3 separate regions of the Sus scrofa genome follow, and regions 2 and 3 are each linked to region 1. Evidence: chromatin contacts called from public Hi-C data. All regions are on one chromosome and are shown on one strand. The core of a region is the stretch at or near the end of the contact, and the rest is flanking DNA. Distances in the headings are between cores, read along the strand shown.

Region 1 (3,236 bases), core at 656-3,155:
AGGCAGGAATGTGGGTGGGTCCAGTGTAGCCAGCTTGTCCACTTTTTCAAGAAAAGCTGGAAGTCCAGATTTGCACACAAAACCTCCCAGTTTTTACATGTTAGTAACTAAAAACAATAAAGGCCCAGTGTGATGACTTGCAAGGTTTTCAGGCTATGGAAAATGTTCTGTGAGGATCCATTTTAACACATTTGCAAGAGTACATCCTATGGGAGAGGCAAGTTTTATACCAGAGCCACTAGTATGTTGATGGTTGTTTAAACGGCCCATTCATTCTGCACAGAAATCAAAGGGACTGCAAGTGTCATAAAAAGCTTTCATAAGGGACCCGTCTCGTTCCTTAGTTTCCCTGTCTGTGAAATGGGGATACAAAGCATGCATCATCTCACTGACTTTTCATAACTACTAATGACATAAGTTCTATTACATCCAAAATGTACAGACAAGAAAACTCAGAAACAGCAGTTTAATGAAGACAAATATTTAAACAGCCCTTTCTTTCCAAAGTCTTTACTATTTAATCCTCTCAACAACTCTGGCCTATGGCAAATAGATTGGGATTCCACCAAGGCAGCCTAATTCCAACAGGGTAGCACAGTTTTACTTTTCAACATATATGTAATGGAAGCCATATATATAATTTAAAGTTTTTGGATTTCCCGTTGTGCCTCAGTGGGTTAAGAACCCAACTAGTATCTGTGATGATGCAGGTTCCATCCCTGGTCTCATTCAGTGGGTTAAGGATCTGGTGTAGGCCACATAGGCAGCTTGGGATCTGGCATTGCTGTGGCTGTGGCTTAGGCTGGCACTGCAGCTCAGATTCCACCCCTAGCCTAGGAACTTCCATATGCTGTAGGTGCGCCCCCCCCCATAAAAAATAGTTTTCTAGTAGGTCACATTTAAAAAGTAAAATGACACACATGAAATTTGACATTTATATACATATATATATATATTTAGTACCCATGGCATATGGAGGTTTCCAGACTAGGGGTCGAATCGGAACTGTAGCTACTGGCCTAAGCCACAGCCACAGCCACACAGGATCCCAGCGGCATCTGCAACCTACACCACAGCTCACAGCAATGCAGGATCCTTAATCCATTGAGCAAGGCCAGGGATCGAACCTGTGTCCTCATGGATGCTAGGTGGATTCATTAACCACTGAGCCACGACAGGAAATCCTGAATTATATATTTTATTTGACTCAATATATGCAAAATATTATCAATCCAACATGTAACAACAGAAAAAATTACGGCGACACTTTATCTTTTTCATACCAAGTCCTGTATATATGTCACGTTACAGGACATTCCCTTTCTGACTAGCCACATTTCAAGAACTAACGAGGTAAGCATACATACCTAGTGACCACTATATGGCAGTACACATTTAGTCTATTTAGTAATCCTAAAATTAAAAGCAAAACCTACAGCGCCACCTGTCCCTTGATTCCAGAGGACACGCAAAAAAAAAAAAAAAAAAAAAAAGTTCTTCAGCATTTACTTTGTGCCATGAGAAGGGCAAGTTTTACTCTGTGTGCTGAGGATCTTACACACGTTATCTGTGTCACTCCCTCTACCAGGCAGGTGTACTGCCCTCTTTCGACTGAGCGAAAGAACTTTCCCGAGTTGGGCCCTCCCCCTAATGCCTGACAGTCATCCCGCCGTCCCTTCTCTGCCACCTGCTGGGCCCCAGACCCCGCGAGCTCTGGCTCGCCTTCATCCCAATTAGGGTCGGGTAAAAAGGTGCGCATGCAGAGGCAGGGGCGGCGCAGGTCACCTGCCGGCCGAAGCCACCAAGTCGCATGATGACCCTTTTGGGCCCCTCCTCCTTGGGCCTGAGTAGGCGTTCCGGCACCGGCTCCTCCCCCGACTCCTCCTCCAACTCCTCCTCAGAGTTCTCCTCCTCAGAGTCATCCTCCGACACCTCCTCGGGTTCCTTCCCCGCCTCCTCCTTCTCCTCGAACTGGTGCTCGGAGGCGCCACCATCCCGAACTGACCATTGCACGCTTAGATTAGCCGGGTGCCCTGCTGTGGCCGCCGCCTCCTGGCGGGACTCGCGAACGCGAGGGGGCGCCGCGTCCTCGAGCCCAGACTCGGCTTCCGGGCGCTCGCGCACCGAGGTCATCATAGAGAAGCCAGCGGGGACGACCACTTCCGGCCGCCCCAGCCGCTTCGCCGGCGCTGGTAAGCTCACGGCGCCCCCCGCCCGCCTCCCTCAGGGTCTCGCGGACTCCGCCCTCTAGCGGAAACGTCTCCCTCCTTACCCAGCCCCCGCGCAGACGTAGTGCCGCGCCCTCAGCTGCGGGACAAAGAGTGACGTCCGTAGCGGAGTTATGGCGGCCACCGAGCTGAGCTTGGCGGCTACCGGGAGTCTCGCGCTGCCGTTGGGGAAAGAAGAAGGGGCCGGCCCGAGCTCAGGCCCGGAGCGTGACTCTGCGGACTCCTTCTCGACTCCTGAGGCCCCACCGCCTGCCCCCAAGCCCTCCAGCCCCAAGGCCGAGGTCGCCGAAGAGAATCCTACGCCTCACTCGGCCGCCTCCGCCTCCCTGGAGCTGCCCCTCGGGCCCGCAGCCCTGGGCTCCGCGTCGTTTGCCGAAGCAGCTCCGCGCTCACCCCCAGGCCCTGGCGGTTCCCGGCCCGGCCCAGAGACGTTCCGCCAGCGATTCCGGCAGTTCCGCTACCAAGACGCGGCAGGCCCGCGGGAAGCGTTCCGGCAGCTGCGGGAGCTTTCCCGCCAGTGGCTGCGGCCCGACATCCGCACGAAGGAGCAGATCGTGGAGATGCTGGTGCAAGAGCAGCTGCTCGCCATCCTGCCCGAGGCGGCGCGGGCCCGGCGGCTTCGCCGCCGCACAGACGTACGCATTACAGGCTGAGCAGCCGGGCTGCCGGCGGCCCGGCTCTCCATTCTGCGTTAATGAAAAACGAGTTTTGGCTGTTCCTGCAGTCTCGAGTGTCCTTTTCGGTCGTCCTTTGCAATGTTTATTTCCCCGAGCCTATTTCCAACCTTTCTGACTGGTGGCGAAATCAAGTTGGGAGCTCATGAGAATAAAGCCTTTCTTATTCACTTGACCTTCGTAGGTTTTGTGGAATCATTGGGTTGGCTAGGCTTGGGCCTCCACATCTGGGAAATTTTCTCCTGCGCGTTCCCTAGGACCCCACTTGGGTTTCCTTTGTTTGGTAATGTGGGTCCAGCAGCCTGGGTTCCGTATTCGCTCTACCCTCTCACTA
Region 2 (3,472 bases), core at 719-3,218, 150 kb after region 1:
AGAATCTCGAGGGTTTTTTTCCTTTTGTTTTTTTTCCCCAATGAAGGGAAACGAAGCAAAGGAGAAAATAGTGCCCATCTAATCAGACTCTTATAGGAAGCAAACCACCAGGAAGATTAAGAACCCTGTGAATAATCAGAGAAATGCAAGGGAATTCCTTTCTGTTTAAATCCAGCCCTGGGGAGTCAGGCAGTCCTGGACTTGAGGCCACTTCCAGAGCAAGGGGAAGAAAGGGGAAAATCTGTAGAGCTACCAGCAAGCAGAACAGTTTCCAAAGGAAGAAAGAAACCAGAAAAAAAATGCCCCAGGGATAGGGCAAGCCAAAAGGAAAGAGTTCCTGTTAGCAGAAAGATAAGAGAGAAGACACAAGAAAGAAAATGTGCGGGGGGGGGGGGGGGGGGGGCGGGGAATTTAGAGGTATGAACATAGGAAGTGTGCTCAGAAAAAAAGGCCACAGAAGCATAGAAAGTGTAGGGCTGAAAAAACATATACATTCACCAAAGGAAGGAAGAGGAAATAGGTGCACTGACCAGAGAGACCAACTAAAGGGAAACGTGGTTCCAAAGAGGGAAGAAAACTGAGGACAGAAAATATCTTGGATGGCAGAAAAGCTTAAGAACCACAAACCATCCCCTGGAAATAAGAGGACTCAGAAAAAAGGTGTGCCCTCTGGATATAATAAGCATCAGAAAGGTGCCTACATCCTGCATAACCGAAGGAGTGCATGCTGTACATTTGGGGGGCACTAGAACCAAGCACACTTTAACGTAAGAAAGTAAGTCTCCCCCAGGAAATAAGGTGGTCTGATTTGGAGGACTCATGAAAAAGGATGCAACTCCAAGAAGAGAGTGACTGAAAAAAAAAAAAAAACACTGAATTCTCTTGTATAAATACAAATATGTATTCCCAAACTTCAGGATTTGAATCTCATTTTCGAGACTGGTAATGAAGTGCACGCCCAGATTTGAAGGGTTAGGAGAGGAAGCAGCCCCTACAATGAAGAAATTCTGGAAAGCACGTTACCAGATTTTGGGCCTAGAAAAGGAGATTCTTCCTTGGATTTATGGGAACATAAGTACTCCCAAAACTCTGGTTCCTGGGCTCCAGATTTTAGACTCGCTAATGGGATGAACCCCCAAATTTGAAAGGAAATGCTTATTCAACTGGAGGCTCGAAATGGGAGTGCCCTCCCAGACTGAGGGGGTCGTGGGTCAGGAGGTACATCCTCAGTTGAGGAGGCTCTACAAATTAAGATAAAACTCCATGGCTAGAGCTTAAGAAAGGGGATGCACCGACCACATTTTGCAAAACTATAGAGAAAGGGGACACTCCCATAGTCAAGGGCTTGGAGAAGGGGTGTGCTCCCCAGAATACGATAAAAGAGTCAAGAAAAGAAAACGCGTTCCCGAAGCACAAGGAAACAGCAGGGGTTGGTGGTGGAGCCCTCCGGGGCCACAGAGCTGAGGATCCAGCCCTAGCGCTTACCCCCCACCCCCAACACGGCCCGCTCCGCGCCCGGGGCCCGCACCCCGCGGCTCAGCCCCCTCGGGCGGCGCTGATTGGTCGCAGCCACTGTCACTCTCGCGGGCAGCCCTGGGGATTGGGTGCCGCTCGCACGCCCGCCACGCTCTCGACAGCGGTCCCTGGGCCTCCCTCCAGGCTGGGCAAGCTGGGCCAGGCGGGGAGCGGGGCCGGGCAGGGGACCGGAGCAGCGGTGGCGTCCGTCACCGTCCCTGCCCGCACGGCGCGCGCAAGCGCGCGCGCGCGGCGCGGGCCCGACCCGACCCGGCCCCAGCCAGCCGGCTTCGCCTCGCCGCGCCTCGCCGCGAGCTCACCTCACAGCCCCGCTCCGGCTGCGCCGCTCCAGGACCAACCGACAGAAGGGCTCTGCGTGCTGCGCACCACGTGACCCCCGGGACGCGCCCAGCGTATCCCCCGCCCCCCACACACACGCACCATCGCCACCACCGAGTGACGCAGCGCCTCAACTGCCCCGCCCTTGGCCCCGCCCCGTCCCTATCACCGTGGCGACGGCCCTGGCGGGTCACACCCACGGCCCTGACGCGCGGGAACTGGCCTGCGCCCGGATCCGAAGCACGAAGTACCGATTCGCCTGTTAATTTTGCCTCCTAAATGCATCTCGAAGCCTCCTACTTCTCTCCATCCCGCTGCCAACATTCCACTCTAGTCCACCTTAAACTCTCTTCTGGATGGTGGTTATTATCTTCTCCATCTCCTTACTCTTACCCCTTCCAATCCATTCTTCACACTCAGCTGGAGCTTTTCAAAACGCAGCTATAGTCACAGCCATCCCCTGCTCAAAACTCATTACTCACTGTTCTTCAGATTAAGATCTAAATCATCATTGTATTCTATCAGGCTTTTCAGAGTCTGTGCCTAATGTGCCTCTCTCGCATTCTCACACATTCAGATCTTAGCATCCTTCAGGTCCCCAAACAAGCCAGGTTCGTTCCTGCCTCAGGGTTTTTGCCCTCATCTCTCCTCCACTTTACCTCATTAACTTCTTGGAAAGGATTCCAATAGCTGGTGTGGAGACGAGCTGTATTCTGCCTCAAAGGATTAAGGAGGAAGCCTCAGAAGGGTCTGAGATGCTTTCCCAATGAGACTTGGGAAGTCCTAAAGAGAAATGCTAAACATTTGTTTTTTTTTAGAAAGGCAACAACGACTTTATTTTATATTGGAAAAACTGGGTCGCTAGATTGCACTTCTTAAAATGTAAATGTAATCATGTCACTCCCCCTGCTTAAAACAACCAATCTCTCCTTCAAATACTCTCCTCCCTGCTAACCCTTTGGCCACAATGACCTGCTGTCCATTTTTTTGGTTCCATTCTCTTTCCAGGTGCTAGGCCATTGACGAGGCTGTTGCTTTTGGCAAATCTGACTCTTTAAAGATCTGTTTGTCATCTTCTCAGTGAAGTCTTCTTTTTTTTTTTTTCTGTTTTTCTATTGTTATAACTATTCCAGTGAGTGTGAAGTGGTAGCACATTATGGTTTTAATTCACATTTTTTTTCTTTTTTAAAATGTATTAATTAAAGAGTAGTTGATTTACAATATTGTATTAATTTCCACTGTACAGCAAAGTGACTCAGTGATACGCATATATAGTTTTTTTTTTTTTTTTGACCAAAACTGCTGGCATGTGGGGGTTCCCAGCCAGGGATCTAACCTCTGCCACAGCTGCAACCTGTGCCACAGCTGCAGCAATGCGGATCCTTAACCTGCTGCACCACCTCCCATACATTCTCCTATACCTTCTATTATATTCTTTCCCATATTGTTTACCATGGGATATTGAATATAGTTCCCTGTGCTATACAATAGGACTTTGTTGTTTATCCATTCTATACATAATAATGCATCTGCTAACCCCAGACTCTCCTGCCATCCCTCTCTCTTGGCAACTACCATCTGTTCTCTATGTCTGTGAGGCTTTCTTTTTTGTAGATAA
Region 3 (3,220 bases), core at 137-2,636, 210 kb before region 1:
CGTTAACCACTGCGCCACGACGGGAACTCCCAAATATTCTGATTCAGTAGGTCTGAGCCCTAGAATCTGCATTTCTAACCAGCACTCCTGCCCCAATACACTCTTGCTGATAGAAGACAGATACACCAGGCTACGGTGAGACTTTTGAGTCTTTTAAGGTGGTCTCTGGGGCTCAGGATTCCAAGACTGAGTGAGTCTGACTTCCTCGATTTAACCCACCACCCTACGCTCATCGCCACCTTAGGCAGCAATGGGGGGAAGCATATAGGTGGGGAGGGGAAGGGGACATCAATACATAGCAACCTTCCCCATGGTCTTTACCCAAGGCCCCAGGTGAGTGGTTCAAGGTAAGACCTACCTCATTGGCTTTCTCAGGGGTGCCCTTGGGGGAGGGGGAGGCAGGCGAGGAGGGCAGCCTGCGTTCCCGCTCCCAGTCTCGATCCCGGTGGATCAGTTTGCTGTTGGGTTCCTTCAAGGTCCTCTTGAGCTCATTGATGCTGGCCTGGTGCTTCAACAAGACGTCCTCTGGCTTGTCTAAGAACTAGGGGTGCATGGAGAGGAGAGTCAGAGGAATCGGCAGTGAGAGGAGGATGCAAGGTGTGGTAAAGCTGGTAATGGTCCCCAACACTGCTCTTCCTCAGCAAATGGGTTCCCATCCATGGCCCTGCCTTATCCCACACCTTCCCATAAGCTAAACAGGGCAGGGATGATTAGCCCCAACAGGTGAACAAAGCACTCAAGATTAAACAAAAGAGCAAAAAGTACTTAAGTTTAACAAGGTTAAGATGAGACTTCTCCCTGGCCTGAATCCTGGCCTCGGAACATCTAAGTCAACCCAAATCGCACAGGTCTGGATGAGTTCCCTCTAGTTTCATAAGTCTCAGAGGTGACGTCTCTCTGGTTACAACCAAGGCACAGAGAGAGCTCACTGATCCTGTTCACTAGGCTGCTCTGGCCCATTTCCTGGATCCCTACCTCTGGTCCAGACTTGGACGACTGTGAGTAGCAGGACCCTCAGTCTAGGCCCCTCCTAGCCCAATATGTGCCATCACTCAGCTTCTGTAGGGCCCTTCTAAAGCCAGGGACATCCATAAAAATGTGCCCTGCTTCCACACCAGGCACCCAGGAGAGATTACGTTGAGCATCTTCGGCTGGGAGCCACTACCCTTCCCAAACACCCAGGATCTCCCAGATACCTTGGAGGTACCAACTGCTCAAGGTGACAGTGTGAGATACAGCCAGAGAGAGAACCTAGGACTCTGTGGAGTGTTCAGGAAGATGAGAATTAGAGACCAGGAAGAAGAGAGGTAACTCCCAAGGCCAGGCCCAAGAACTGCGCTGCGGGCGACAGCTGGAGTCACAGGTGCACATTAAACTGCCAAGCCTGAGTTCTGGCCAGTACAGCATGAGACAGCAATCTGCTCTCAGTCAAGAGAGGACCAGCCTTTGCATGGGAGCTGGCAGTGGCCAGCCTACTTCTGGGGGGAGGGCAGGTGGGCTGGTAGCCCAAGGACCCTTATCAGCAATGCTGTTTTGAGGATTTAGGACAAGAAGTGGACCATCTCAGCTTATTATAAAGTCAGATCAGTGATTCTGGAACAGCGACCTGGAAGGCAAGCTTGCCCTTGGACAAGGCTAGAATCTTGCCCTGGGCATATGTCTGGCATCCAAGGATCCACTATGACTAACTCCTGAGTTAGTTCAGGAAGGAAACTGATGCCGTTGAGGCTCTGCTTTCCCTCTCGGTCTGTACCTTCTGCATCCCTTCCTGAGCAGGGCTGCCTCAGGAAATGTCTGTCTGAGAAATCAAACCTGAGAGTTTGCCCAGGGCGGGGGGTTGGGGCTGCTGTGGACCCAAGATGTGGCTAGGGACCTTCTATCCCGAACCTGCCGCGCTAGCTCTGTGGACATGGTGTGCCCGAAGGCTGAAGGGAGTTGTGGAACCCTGGGATCCTTAAAGGTTAAGGGCCTGAGGGAAATCTAGTCCAAATGCCTCACTGTGCAGACAGGGGGGTTGGGGCCTGAGGGGCTTTCTCAAGACCCTCAAAAAGTCAGTGGCAGAACTGAGGTGGAAACCCAGATCTTGGGACTCCAAAAGCCAGGCCCTGCTAATGGCCCAGCCTTTGGCCTTTCCCTCAACGCTTCCCTAAGAACAGGGAAACTGCAGTTAAGGTTCAAAGGAGAGACGTGGAGACTGTGAAAGGGAAGGAGTGGTTAACACAGCAGGAATCAGCTGACAGAAGCATCAAATGGGAGGAGGGACAGGAGGAGAAGGAGGAAAGAGGAGGCTTTCCTGACGATGCTGGAGCAGCAGAGGCCCTACCTGTGGGAGGTGCCCCCGGGGTCTGAGAGGTCAGAGGTGCTCTGAGGCTCCTCCCTCCCCCCACCCCCCACTCCCACATCTGGTTGCAAGAGATACAAAATGAAGCTTGGGGTGGGACGCAGGTGACACAGATGAGGTGGAGGCATGACCAGATGGTGGTGTGGGGAGGAGAGGAGTCCAAGGAAGGGTTGGGGGCATGGGGGTGGAGATGAGTTCAATGAAAGGATGGAATGGCCTGGAAGAACTGAGGGACACAGGTGGCAGGGTCAGCAGGTGGAAAGCAAGCATGGGGTAGTCTGGAGAGGTGGAATATGATGCTGGGAAGAGGGAAGGAGGGGAGGGAAGAGAGGGGAACATGGTTGGGGGTGGGGGTCTATGGATGAGCTTAAGACGGGGAGGGGGTGATGGCAGGTGTGGGTGGGTGGGGCAGGAGTATGACCGGGAGAGGAGGAGAAGCTCAAGCTGAGATGGTGCCGGGATATGAGCCTGGGATGGAGGGTGGGCCGGTGACAGAGAGCTGGGAATGAATGGCTGGGTGAGAGGGGACAGGCCCCATGCAGTACCTCCTGCTTGTGTCTCGGCGTGGTTTCCTGCTCCGGCTAGCGGGACGTGGGAGAAGGAAAAGGAACCAGCAGGGTCAGTAGAGCAAATGGATTAGAGATACCGCGACTGGCCTGGTCCAGCAGATAGCCCAGAGCACTCTGGGAAGCTGGGTGGGCCGCCAGCAGGGCAGCGAGGTCGTCAGAAGGTGTTGGGCGTGTAGCAGGGAGCCCAGGAAGGTGGAGAAGGGGAGGGGAGGACTGGAGCCAAAGCGAGCAGTCACACTCAGCAGATGGGACGGGAAGATTCTAGACGATTACGCTTCTCGCTGTCCGAGGTGGGAGTGCATGACGGAAG

The links. A called contact is a pair of places that touch in the nucleus more often than the background predicts.
Region 2: a contact with region 1 is called in a Hi-C map of skeletal muscle, with 5 times the contacts expected there. The contact joins the promoter of PHF20 here to the promoter of SCAND1 in region 1. A contact is called at or near these places in 2 of 47 Hi-C or Micro-C datasets (heart right ventricle and skeletal muscle) and 2 of 2 datasets of contacts at active chromatin or transcription factors (alveolar macrophages and skeletal muscle).
Region 3: a contact with region 1 is called in a Hi-C map of skeletal muscle, with 10 times the contacts expected there. The contact joins the enhancer-like site here to the promoter of SCAND1 in region 1. A contact is called at or near these places in 3 of 5 promoter capture datasets (fetal liver, fetal skeletal muscle and liver), 17 of 47 Hi-C or Micro-C datasets (alveolar macrophages, brain, embryonic fibroblasts and 8 more) and 2 of 2 datasets of contacts at active chromatin or transcription factors (alveolar macrophages and skeletal muscle).

What each region holds. Positions count from the first base shown.
Region 1 is chr17:39,244,297-39,247,532 of Sscrofa11.1, reverse strand. It overlaps SCAND1 (SCAN domain-containing protein 1), which reads left to right and starts at 1,905. Exons shown (of 1, transcript XM_003134419.4): 1 at 1,905-3,077. The coding sequence starts at 2,342. The coding sequence ends at 2,881. It overlaps CNBD2 (cyclic nucleotide-binding domain-containing protein 2), which reads right to left and starts at 2,158. Exons shown (of 13, transcript XM_021077743.1): 1 at 1,786-2,158. The coding sequence starts at 2,136.
Region 2 is chr17:39,091,292-39,094,763 of Sscrofa11.1, reverse strand. PHF20 (PHD finger protein 20) reads right to left here and starts at 1,968. Exons shown (of 18, transcript XM_021078131.1): 1 at 1,836-1,968.
Region 3 is chr17:39,457,142-39,460,361 of Sscrofa11.1, reverse strand. EPB41L1 (band 4.1-like protein 1) reads right to left here. Exons shown (of 23, transcript XM_021078015.1): 15 at 359-541. Among named protein-coding and RNA genes, the nearest start is that of AAR2, 40 kb to the left of the region's middle. Within about 2 kb of position 1,386, at least 3 of the 83 cell types and tissues checked have an H3K27ac peak or open chromatin away from gene starts, as enhancers often do. A contact at or near this core is called in skeletal muscle, where this site is marked.